2 separate regions of the Sus scrofa genome follow, and region 1 is linked to region 2. The links are chromatin contacts, called in public Hi-C maps. All regions are on one chromosome and are shown on one strand. The core of a region is the stretch at or near the end of the contact, and the rest is flanking DNA. Distances in the headings are between cores, read along the strand shown.

Region 1 (2,757 bases), core at 109-2,608, 47 kb before region 2:
AAACTTTTCTTTTTATCTTTTGTAGGCTGTCCAACCTGAAGCTGTCATTAAGAACAGACTTAGGGAGTTCCTGTCATGGTTCAGCAGAAACGAATCTGACTAGCATCCATGAGGGTGCAGGTTTGATCCCTGGCCTCGCTCAGTGGGTTAAGGATCCAACAACTCAGATCCCAAGTTGCTGTGGCTGTGGCATAAGCCAGCAGCTACAGCTCCGATTCGCCTGGGAAACTCCACATGCCTCAGGTGCAGCCCTAAAAAAAAATTTTTTTTTAAAGAACAGATTTAGGTCATATATACACACTCTATGATAACAATATTATAGTATTTTAGCCAAAACAGGCTCCCATTTTAAGTTACATACCAGTTTGAAAACCAAGTATTTCCTGTTCTCCACCTTCCATATTATATTAGGTAGTCTCTATTCTATTTACTAGAATACTAAGTTCAAATTATAAGAAAGTTAGCAAATAGGTATTTCAGTTGTCTGGTCTTGTTAACAGTAGTACTGGCTGAGTACAGACTGGAGAATGGTTTGCATCAATATAAGAACGAGGAAGAGGGGTTTCATGGGGCTGTAGTGAACAGATAACCTTTATTTTTATTTGTTTCCTCTTCCATTAAACAACTTTTTTCCCTCTAAAGAAGTAGTAGATCCTTAGGGAACACAATGGCTCCTCAGTGCAACCACCCCCACCCCCCAAAACAGACAAAAATCTGTCAAACGAATAGGAACTAAAATTTCTCTCTGTGTCTAAATGTGAAAGGAAAAAAAGTTATTTGCAATTAAAAGTCAGGTTTAAGCAACTAAGATTTCATATGATTGACCATGTAGTGAAAAATTGCCCTATTTTACTTTTTTAATTAATTAATTTTATTATTATTTTTTCTTTTTCGGCCACACTGTGGCATATGGAATTCCCGGGGCAGGGATCAAATCTGAGTGGAAGTTGTGACCTAGGCAACTAGGCCAGATCTTTAGCCCACTGCGCCCAGGCAGGGATCGAACTGCATCCCAGCACTCCCAAGATGTTGCCAATCCCTATGCACCACAGTGGGAACTCCAAAATTGCCCCATTTTAAAAGTTAGGTCTTCTAGGGCATGATTCAAAGGGAAGAGTGCAAAACCCAAAACAATGAGAAAGCATTATGATTTAATACTCAAATCGTGTCATATTTCTGGATTATGACTTTAAAGTTCACTTTTAAATAGCTGCTCTTCCTCAATTGGCTGCTTATGAGTCATACCCATGGCTGCTGACCCGTGCACCAATCTTTGTGAAGTTTTTCAGGCCACATCTGTGAAAACAGATGGCGCTTTTTCCTTGAGAGCCACAAGCAGTGATAGAAGCATGCAGTTCAGGTACAGAGATGACATCACCCCTCATAGGAGCATTACCTCACCCTCCCAGCACAGGAATGAGTCACCCCGGATAATCAGCTGCAAATCTCTTGGTATAAAAAAAAATGTAGGCTATGGTGATGCATTTTCACATTCCACTGATTTGTTTCTCTGAGCAGCTATTGGTTCTGATTTGCTGCCCTGCATCTCAAACTAATTACATGCCTTGCTTCCCACATCAGTCGTTTATTAAAAATATAAGTTCCTATTATTTGGGGATTTTCCCCCATTTGCTTTTTTTTCTGTTGATAATTTTAAAATAAAAGGCTTGTCAAATCAGCTAGCAAACCCAATACCAAAGATCCAATCAAGGTCTTTATCCTGCAAGCAAAGCAGTTGAGTAAAGCCAATTCAATTTATGATTTTGGAAAAACATCTAAATGGCAGAATGAATACCAGTGACACAAAATCACGGATAGCTGTTTGAAATGTGAATGTGCAGGTAAGAACTCTATTTTTAAGTGGCAGAAGGGACTTCAACTGAGACAACAAAGGAGTAATACTAAAATGAATACAGCCAACAATAAAAATGAAAATTCATCTTATATGGAAAAAAATGTATTTTGCATTTGGTTCTTCTTTCTTTTTCTATCCAACCACCTCCTCACCCCTCCCCAAGCTCCTACCATTAGCACATACACTTTGGGGTATATTCAACTTTGTTTTATTTATGTATTTATTTTTGGCTGCACCCATGGCATGCAGAACTTCTCAAGCCAGGGACTGAACCCACGCCACGCGGTCACAGGCCATATCCTTCATCGCTAGGCCACCAGGGAACTCCCTGACTTTAACTTAGTATATTTTGGAAACATATAAAATGTAAAGAGATGAATATAATAAACCCCCATGCACCTGTCACTCAGCTTCAACAAGCATCACATTTTGCCAAGTGCTCCCCAGTGCTCTCCACTCATCCACTACATGTATTTGTTAACAAGAGTATTTTAAAGTCCATCACAGGCATTACGTCATTTCACGTATGAATATTTCAGTCTTCATTGCTGAGAAGTAACTACCATGCCAGTGTTACATCGAACAGAATTGAGTCATTCTCTAAAATCAACTATTTAAATTTCCCTGATTGTTACAAAGATAAACCATATAATCCATTTGCTCCAAAAAGGAATTTATTTAAACTCTACATATGACCTTTGATTTCTTTCTTCCCCCCATAAGGGCCCCTTTCACTCCCTTTATCATGCACTGATTTACTTGGGAAACCCCATCATACAGAATGTCCCACAGTCTGGATTTTGTACGTCAATTAACTTGTTCCTTTAGTCCCTGTATTTCCTTTAAAAAAAGTGTAATTAGGATAGGAGCTGTGGGAGTTCCCCAGTGGCCTATTAGTTAGG
Region 2 (2,700 bases), core at 69-2,568:
GTTCACACTATTGATCATGAGTCACTAAGTGTCATTTTCCTGAGTATAACAGAAACAACCCTGGGAGTCAGAAAAGAAAGAATCAGAGATAATCCTGACAGTCCCTCCAACCCAAAGGTCACTTGGCTTGACATTTTCATCTACTTGCATTTGCATTTCTTTTCTTTCTTTCTTTCTCTCATCTTTCTTTTTTAAAATTATTTATTTATTTATTTATTTTGCTTCACGGGCCACACCCGAGGCATGTGGAATTTCCCAGGCTAGGGGTCGAATCAGAGCTGCAGCTGCTGGCCTACACCACAGCCACAGCAACACCAGATCCAAGCCGCATCTGCGACCTACACTACAGCTCCTGGCAACATGGATCCTTTACCCACTGAGTGAGGCGAGGGATCGAACCCACATCCTCATGGATACTAGTCGAGTTTGTTACTGCTGAGCCACAACAGGAACTCCCTCTATTTGCATTTCTAATCCGTGCAGGTTAGCTCTTCCTTGGCAGCTTGGACTCAGGGTCACCTGTCCATTGTCTTGAAGCACTGTAGGTCCAGGCTGCCCCCAGCCCAGGTACAGCCCCTCCAGTTATCCACTGTCTCCTCAACATCCATGCACCACCAGGCACATGGTAGGCTGTCAATAAATATTAGTGAAATGACCAGTAAATAAATGCATGTCTAAATGAGCACTCTTTGCCTGTACTTGTTCTACAGTTGAGGTTGTGGAGGGCTCCTCCCTTCTCTGAGTACTAACTTTAAAGAGCCTCCAGGAACAAAAGGAGTCACATACACATTTTGAGGGAAATGATGGTCATCATGGCTGGGCTGATGGTCATCAGCCTGCTAAGTTTCTTCCTCTGGTCCATCCTTAGGAACCCAGGCTTCCTCTCTTGCCACTGTACTTTAAGGTAAGAAGGTGTTCTTTATTCTTCCTCTCCCAGCAGGCTGCAGCTTCCTGAAACCCTCTACTTTTTAAATTTTTAAAATTCTTTTATCTTTTAGGGCTGCACCTGTGGCATATGGAGGTTCCTAGGCTAGGGGTCTAATCAGATCTGCAACTGCCAGCCTATACCACAGCCACAGCAACACCAGATCCAAGTCTGCAACTTTGTTGGTTCTTTAACCCACTGAGCCAGGCCAGGCATTGAACCATGGTCCTCATGGATACTCTCTGGGTTCTTAACCTGCTGAGCCACAAGGGGAACTTCCCTTCTTCTATTTTGAAAGCGGCTTCCTTGCAGCTCCTGAATTCCAGAAGCAGAGGATGTGTGCTTACACTAAGCTCTTCCTATTGGCTTGGTGATGAGGCTTGCAGTAGTATGACTGTCACCTGATTCTGGAGGCCAGCCCCTGTTTCCCTCAGAGAGGCCAACACTGACTCAGATATGTGTCTGTTTTTCTGAAAGGCCAGGGCAGATGTGGTGCGGGCTGGCTGCTAGTGGGTTGGTGCCGGAGGATCTGTGCTTTCTTGACCAGTTTATTCTGGGAGAACTGGCAGAAGCTCAAAAGTCAAGCTGAGAGAGAGGCTGTGCAGTGAAATAATGTTCAGCTTCTTCCCTCAACCACCTCCCTCATGGCCATCTTCCTCTTGGCTAAATCAGGGAACACCTGCCCTTTAATAAGAAAACCTTCATCTTAGTTCTGAAAAAGAAGGCAAAAAGGGCAGTGTCTACAGACACACAGCTATGACCTCCCACATTCCTCAGAATTGTTTTTTTATTTTATTTTTTATTATTTATTTATTTATTGTCTTTTTGCCATTTCTTGCGCTGCTCCCTCAGCATATGGAGGTTCCCAGGCTAGGGGTCCAATCAGAGCTGTAGCCGCCAGCCTATGCCAGAGACACAGCAATGCGGGATCCAAACTGAGTCTGCAACCTACACCACAGCTCACGGCAACGCCAGATCCTTAACCCTCTGAGCAAGGTCAGGGATCGAACCCGCAACCTCATGGTTTCTAGTCAGCTTCGTTAACCTCTGAGCCACGATGGGAACTCCCAGAATTGCTTTTTTAAGTTAAAAGGCCCAGAGCTCCCATTGTGGCTCAGCGGTAATGAACTCGAATGATGTCCATGAGAATTCAGGATCAATCCTTGGCCTTGCTCAGTGGGTTAAGGATCCAGTGTTGCTGTGAGCTGTGGTGTAAGTCAAAGATGAGGCTCAGATCCTATGTTGCTGTGGCTGTGGTGCCGGTTGGCAGCTGCAGCTCGATTCAACCCCTGGCCTGGGAACTTCCATATACTGCACAAGCAGCCCTAGAAAAAAAAAAAAGAAAAGAAAAGAAAGGAAAAAAAAAAAAGTTAAAAGCCCAAGCACCTCATGAACTTGAATGTGTACCAGGTAACTAGCAATAGGCAGCTCAGCAGGGAGGAGCAGAGATAACCCCCACGTAAGGGATCTTTGAAGATGAGAGACTCTTCCCTTTGAAAGGGAACTTTTCAAGGTAGCAACCTTATCACATGAAAGAGCATCTTGAGCATCTGCTCCACTCTAGTCCAACCCTGACTGTATCACATCATGTTGCAGGTATTTGGGTGTATTTCTCAGCCTCTGGCAATACCAAAACTTTTTTTTTTTTCTTTTCTCTGATGGTTAAAAGAGGAAATGCTACTTGGTCCTCTGCAAAACCAAAGCATATAAATAACCCAAACCAACAAGGCAGGAGCTTTCAAAAAAGCCAGTTGGATGTAAACCCCAGTTCTTAC

The links. Hi-C and Micro-C count contacts between places; a contact is called where the count stands out from the background.
Region 1: a contact with region 2 is called in a Hi-C map of embryonic fibroblasts, with 2.0 times the contacts expected there. The contact joins two enhancer-like sites. A contact is called at or near these places in 1 of 5 promoter capture datasets (liver), 21 of 47 Hi-C or Micro-C datasets (alveolar macrophages, blood, embryonic fibroblasts and 11 more) and 2 of 2 datasets of contacts at active chromatin or transcription factors (alveolar macrophages and skeletal muscle).

Annotation. Positions count from the first base shown.
Region 1 is chr3:57,454,087-57,456,843 of Sscrofa11.1, reverse strand. All of the region lies in intron 2 of EIF2AK3 (eukaryotic translation initiation factor 2-alpha kinase 3), which reads right to left. Among named protein-coding and RNA genes, the nearest start is that of EIF2AK3, 32 kb to the right of the region's middle. Within about 2 kb of position 1,358, at least 17 of the 83 cell types and tissues checked have an H3K27ac peak or open chromatin away from gene starts, as enhancers often do. A contact at or near this core is called in alveolar macrophages and embryonic fibroblasts, where this site is marked.
Region 2 is chr3:57,407,244-57,409,943 of Sscrofa11.1, reverse strand. The region is part of intron 4 of LOC102164763 (a long non-coding RNA gene); the gene reads right to left. Among named protein-coding and RNA genes, the nearest start is that of EIF2AK3, 15 kb to the left of the region's middle. Within about 2 kb of position 1,318, at least 15 of the 83 cell types and tissues checked have an H3K27ac peak or open chromatin away from gene starts, as enhancers often do. A contact at or near this core is called in alveolar macrophages and embryonic fibroblasts, where this site is marked.